Regions from separate parts of the Rattus norvegicus genome. Here region 1 is linked to region 2. Evidence: chromatin contacts called from public Hi-C data. All regions are on one chromosome and are shown on one strand. The core of a region is the stretch at or near the end of the contact, and the rest is flanking DNA. Distances in the headings are between cores, read along the strand shown.

Region 1 (3,168 bases), core at 252-2,751, 160 kb after region 2:
GACCAGGGATGCCTCCCAGATCTGAACTCAGCCACTGCTCACAGGTGGCTTGTTTCCATTTAAAATTACAGATAGTCGCTTCTACAGTTTTACATTTTATTGTAATGGTGATCCTGTTAAACCAGGGACAAGATTTTTGAAGGGAAATAAATTTAATAAACTCTTGTAGATTTGTATCATATATTGGAATCACAGTGTTCAATGGGCTTAATTGACTTTTACATATGTCATTTTCTTCTAAGGGAGTGATCAAAGCCAACTAGGAAATAAATTTGAAAATGGCAGGCATGTCTATTAATATAGTTGTCTATATGGAATTAATTGGGGCCAGAGGAAAAAATCATACTTGTTCAATTAGGAGATAGATGGATTTTCAAAATAAGAAAAAATAAAGAATAATAACTTCACAAGTAAGATAAAAACAACAGCTTTGCTTACAATGACAGTAATCTCTAAGAGAGGCTGTAAAATCATGTGTGGGGGCAAAAAAAAATCTCTTCATTTTGGAAACACGTTTTTGAATATTTTGGTAATAGTAAAAAATATTACTGGAATCTTAGAAATTTCGTATTTTTTAATGTGTTATAGACCTTACATACTTTTAAAACATTTTAAAAATCGTTTAGAAACCAAAAAAATTCACAATAAAATATTGAAAGCAAAGATGGGGAGGTGGGAGGGTTGGCGAGTTTAGATTCATTTTAATGCAACGTCTGCCCTCTGCTGGAATATACTAGTATAGCAGGCAATGAACAAATAATACTGTGTTTCCTATAAGGCTCCCTTAAGTAAAACGCAACTTCTTTTCCCTCAGGTAGACTTTCTCCTAGTCTAGAAACTTTTCACGCTGCGGACTCTATCTTTTCCTTCTTGCAGCAATCCATCACAGCTTCTCTCTGTGGTGAAAAGTGGGTTTACATGCGGCAGGAAACAGCGGCAGCGAAAAGGATTTCCCTGTACCTCGGTGAAGAACATATATGCTCTGTTCTGTTCTCCCTGGAGCTGGTGGGGACAGGGTCTACACCTCACTGAATTCCATCTCTCAGAGAAGTCATACTTTTCTCTTACTGTGACCTTGCCTTACACTTGAACATCATACCTATCTTTCCTCGAGTTTCATAATGCTCTTGCCGGGGTTGGGGATTTAGCTCAGTGGTAGTGCGCTTGCCTAGCAAGCGCAAGGGCCTGGGTTCGGTCCCCAGCTCCGAAAAAAAGAAAAAGGAAGAAAAAGAAAAAAAAACATAATGCTCTTGCCACAGATTAACCCAAGAGCTTGAAGCACGTCCTTGTGTTGGCACAGACACAAGGCTGCGTGGACCCCTTAAACGGGCTTACTTTCATACTGCTAATAATACATATTTCCTTTTCTTTAGGAATAACAATCTTTTCTTTGAGAGGAAATAGATTACTTTTATTTTCAGCTCTATGTATATGGATCTACACACACGCTCACATTTTGGTCTGTCATAGTTCGCTCTGTGTGCCAGGGAACATGTGTTCCTGCAGAATGGAGAGAAGCCACCTCCACCCACCTTGCATATTCTATCCTGGATCCAAGCTTCTAGGAAATGAGTTCCCCAAAGAGAAAAAGAAAATCTCTCTTAGAGCCACAGGCCCACATGGCCATTCGTGGAGCTCCTCTGCTCCTGTTTATAGGTGTATGTGTGTTTGCGTAAGTGCGTGCATGCATGTGTGTATGTATGTGCGTGTGTAAGCGCACTCATGTGTGCGTGTGTGCGTGTGTGCATGTGCACATGTGTGCACATGTGTGCATGCGCATGTATGTGTGTGCTGAAATATGTCAGCTAGAATTAAATATGAGTCATGCATAACGATGTTGGCTTAACGTTTATCATCTCTGCCTGCTATCCTTTGCTCCAGGGGCCAAACACAGAAAGAACGTTATTAAAATATAGGGTTGTAAAAGTGACTACACCTACCAGGAGAACTTACCCCCTAACTTAATGATGAAGGTAGAATGTTCTAGACATTCACAATTCTAGACCTTGATAACCACACTAGAAGTCCTGTCATTAACAGCAGCCATGGACTGTAAGAAAGAAGAAGATGACTTGGAAACTTTAAATTCATAGATGCCTGCTGGAAAGGCTGAAGGACCTAAGCGATCCTAACCAGACCGGAGGGAAGTGCAAGCGCAGATATCACTAAGGGTGCCCAGGTAATGCTCAATGACAGGTTCTTGCCGGGGCTTAAAATGACTGCCAACTTCCAAGGTACACATCTTCTCATCATGAGCAATGCCAAGCTGCCAGCGTGATGCCCTGGGGTAATTTCTTACATGCACTGTGATGGTATTTCATGAATATCCAGACAATGAAATATTAATTTAAGGGAGTTTTAATTTTCGTTTTGTTTTGTTTGTTCTCCTTGGGCAACAGCAGGAAAAATCTCTAAGACACATTAGTTCTCTTCGGTCTTAGAGGTCTTAATGTGTATTTCTGTCCCCAGTCACCCTCTTACATCACATTTCTGACACACTTCAAGCTTTCTTATAACTTCCTTTAGTGGTGACGTTCACTCAGCCTGAAATGTTATCAGTCACATCTGTTCACAAAACCACCAGAAGGCAGCCGTCCATGGCTCAGACGAATGTCTGTCCTTCCCGCCTAGCTAAGGTTCTTTGGGGTAACCTTCCTTCTTTCTCAAGTCTGCCTCCAAACCCTTTAACACCTAGATTTGGGGCTTTTCTTTCCTTTCTATTGATTTTCCTTGACTTGGTTACTGTTTGTCTTTGAGAGCTTGTGATACATATTTTCCTATCCAGAGCATATCATATTAAGATATGAACAAAATGGTTTGGTGTGCCCTGACCAACTCAATTCTCTCTTGCCACTAGTCTGGCTTTCAGTCCTTCTTCACAACTCAAGGTAGAGAAGGTAAGTTCTGATAATCAAACCAAAATTTGAGACCATCGCTTTGTGATGATCCTGCTCAAAGAGTTGTTTGAAGTTATAAAATAAACCCAATCTATATTAATTTCGCTGTAGACATGCACTACTCAGTTTTCTTACTGATAAAAATACCCGTGGCATTATCGCCCAACTCTGGATGACTGGCTGATAGCCCTTTTAGAACAGCTGTGCAGCTGTGAGTCACAGAACACGCTCGGTTAGAAAAGAAGGAACATAAAATCCTTCATAAGCATTA
Region 2 (3,481 bases), core at 857-3,356:
GTGGTCATCATTATGTACATGGAATAAAATATTGCCTTTGAGTTATACAAATAAATGAAAACTTATGCTATTTTACATGAGCACTCATCCCACATTATTAGTTTTTACAATGAATCTTTGAGTACAACCTTCCCAAAATATTAATTTAGTTTACACACACGTTCACTGCTGCAAAAATATGTATATCACTGATTCAAAAGTGTTCATTTTATTACTGACAAAAATATAATGAAGATGTAGCTTCCTCCAAAATTGCATGTACTTTTATTATTGCTGTTATTGTTAAAATTTATTGAGAATTTAAATAAAATTCGTGTTCTCCTTTTTAACATAATTAAATGAAGTTGCATTTTGTTTGGGAAAATTATAGGTCAGGAAGATTATGGAAATGAAGACATCATTGAAGGGAAATAATGATTACAACAATATCAAAATGTACTGGAAAACAAGAAAAAATAGTATGGTTTGATAATAAAGATCGAGAAATAAAAATATCTCCTGGGAAATATAGCCTTGCATACCTGAAAGTGGTGTTTAAGTATAGACACCTTCACCAATATGCAGCGACACTAATAAATGTTCAATACGCGTTGCAAAAAAAATACCTTGGCTTCTTTCGTTTTTTCTTTTCCTTTTCTTTCTTCCCTTTTTTTTTTAACCCGAAAGAACACATTTTTTTTTCTAAAACAGCTAGTTTTGAAGAGAAAATTGGAAGAAAAGATGTATGGTGCCATCTAGTGGTTATCAATATAACTGCATACATACTGTTCTTTTTCGTTTCCATTCGCAAAAAATAAATTTCTTCAAAGATTCGAGGTAGGTAAATTATTTATTAATAAAATATTTCGTACGTACTTCTTCAGTACTAATTTAGGAAAAGTCTAATTTCAGTGCTGTTAAGGTGATTGTTAGGTCCTCAGAGATTAAGGTGGTCTGTGTAATTATCTGTAGTTAGCGTTCAAGAAATTACAGTTCCAGACATTTACATAAACAAGCATGCCAACCTGTCATACTTTTTTTTAGTAACACAATGAAACAAAAGAACAATTTGAATAAAAGCACGCTGATTGAAAATTCATATATGGGAGCAGAACCTGCCAGCCGTTATAAATTCTGAATAAAGAACACAATTGGAGAAACCTGTTCTTTGGCTTGAGGTGCGGGAGGCTTGCCGCTTGCCCTCAGCTGTTGCTAGTGTGGCCAAGTAGTTCCTGGGATGACCGCAGACTGCGTCTTTTCTCCTAGTCTCCAGGGAGGAGTTACACACCTTTGACCGTCGCCACACACTGCCCATCTCCACATTGATCCTCTGTCTGCATCTGCCCCATCAAACAAAACCAAAGGTCCTACATTCACACGGGAGAAAATCTACAAAGCAGCCCTTCGGTTTCAGTGAACAAGTCCACCCTGTCCATTACGCGCCTGCAGCAGTAGTTCCCTGCTATAATGTATGTCTTCTCGCCGATAAAGGCTCCGTGGACGTCACAGCGTTAGTCCCCTTCACTGGACTTTGGGTCTGCCAGTGAGATAATGGGACCAGTGTGTTCCCAGCTCATCGTGAGTGAAAGCTCAAGATGTAGAAGCTTCAGGTGGCCAAGAATGTAAACCTGAGGGTCTGAATAATAAGTGGGGGCAAGGGGCTGAAGTCTAAGGAGCAGGGATCGGAGGTAAAGGGAGGGTATCCTGATGTGTCCTACCCAGTGGCTGTTGCTGTGCTCAGCCTGAGTTCTCCTTGATATCTCAGTACCTGCCCGAGGACCCTTCATTTGGTGAATCGTATACAAATGCCTTCCTATCCTTTGATTCGGAAGTGTACTCAATAAACCATCTATAGGGACAGCCTTTTTTTTTTTTTTTTTTTAAATATCACTCAGTAGCTCTATTTCTTCCATGCCAAGTCTGAATTCTTTTGTATGACCTGTGAGAGCTCTTTGACCTCTCAGCATCCCTCACTTCTGGGTCTTTTCCTTCTCCCCACTGGCCTTTTACCTTTCCCTCTACACCTTAAGCACTAGCTGTATTCAAATTCCAGTTTGTGGGGTTTACCCGACACTTATTCGGGCTAGCCCGAATGTTCCAGAAAACATTTTATTCTCTTTCTTTCCTCCCTGGCTTCGGTTTGACCTTCAGATACAAGTCTAAGCCCCTAAGGTCTCTCGGACTTGGACTATTTTACTGACATCACTCCATCATGTATCCCACATCCTGCTACTGCTTTGCTGACTCCGTGACAAAAATGGCCTCTTCCTTTGGGAGAGACTAAGCTAGCTCTGTGATGGATGGATGGTGTTTGTCTCCCTGCGGCTTTGTACTGAACGTGGGCAATAGTAAGCGCTACATACATGCCCAAAGAACTGATGAGAAGTTCCTGTTATTTAAGTGAAAGCAAATAAGGCTCGAGCACTCTATAAAACACTTCCGTGACACGGGACCTAATTGACACGGGACCTCCTTTCTCCTTCAGCTGGAATTTGTAAATCCCTTCTTCATTTTGTGAGAGCTGTTGTTTCAGGTTTCAAAAATGAGACTCCCACTTTCAATGCGACTTCTTATTTAAGTCAAAAGCTGAATGCACACAATCGGTATAAAGATTATCTCTATTTTGTGGACATGGGTGGTCCAGACACCCACAAGGAGATAAATAAATGTTTGAGGTGGGTCCTTCAATGATTTTTTCAATGGATGCCAATTTGGCAAGCTCGCCTGGGCCCTACCAGTGTGAGGAACCATGATTTTGGTATGATGTTGGGGAATTTGTGGCTCCCATCTGCTGGTTATCTCGCAAAATGTAGAGCTGAGAAAAATCACATACTGATTAAATCATAGAATCCCACACTTGGAAGGGACTTCATGAGATGATCGGGCCCGTCTCCTGAAGGTCAATGCATAAACCATCTTGTGCAGATGGCTGTTTATACTATTTTTAAAGCTCTTTAAGGATAGAGATTACACAGCTTCCCGTGGTAGTCTGATCTTCATGGTCAAGAACTTCCCTTTTAAAAAACCAGCTTCTCGCTGCAGTTTGGCTCACTTCCTCTTTTTGTCAGCTCGCTGCGAATGTGGGGAGCACATGATCAGAGTCCCCTGCTAATTATCCCTGGCCCACATCTCACACCCTTGCAACTAATTATTAAGAGCTATGCTGTTTCCCCTCCTAAGCGACACAGTCACAATGTCTTTATTTTTTTCAGGAGACTTATTTCCCCCTCCTATTATTTTTGTAATTTACTTTTTTTAATTTTTTTTTTTTTTGCCATACCACCACCCTGCGGAAAACTGATAATTGCGCTTGCGCTCATGTCTAGATCAGCTGTCAATGGACGGCGAAGCACCCTTACCTTGCTGCCTAGACCGCAACCTTTCTGTTTTTGTTCCTCCTGTGGATTTTTGTTCTGCAGTAAATCCCGAGCTGTTCACTGTCAACCTGCTACAATGGGGGAATCGCTCTTATTTGTATTGGTTCCTTTCTCAGAAGTGCGTG

The links. A called contact is a pair of places that touch in the nucleus more often than the background predicts.
Region 1: a Hi-C map of frontal cortex shows a contact between it and region 2, with 5 times the contacts expected there. The contact joins two enhancer-like sites. A contact is called at or near these places in 4 of 12 Hi-C or Micro-C datasets (Schwann cells, frontal cortex, hepatocytes and 1 more).

The regions. Positions count from the first base shown.
Region 1 is chr3:67,665,815-67,668,982 of GRCr8, forward strand. All of the region lies in intron 3 of Ifih1 (interferon induced with helicase C domain 1), which reads right to left. Among named protein-coding and RNA genes, the nearest start is that of Ifih1, 17 kb to the right of the region's middle. Within about 2 kb of position 1,502, at least 11 of the 93 cell types and tissues checked have an H3K27ac peak or open chromatin away from gene starts, as enhancers often do.
Region 2 is chr3:67,504,690-67,508,170 of GRCr8, forward strand. LOC120101554 (a long non-coding RNA gene) reads right to left here. Exons shown (of 3, transcript XR_005502169.2): 1 at 3,339-3,481. LOC103691814 (a long non-coding RNA gene) reads left to right here. Exons shown (of 3, transcript XR_005502168.2): 3 at 371-492. Among named protein-coding and RNA genes, the nearest start is that of Gcg, 25 kb to the right of the region's middle. Within about 2 kb of position 2,107, at least 4 of the 93 cell types and tissues checked have an H3K27ac peak or open chromatin away from gene starts, as enhancers often do.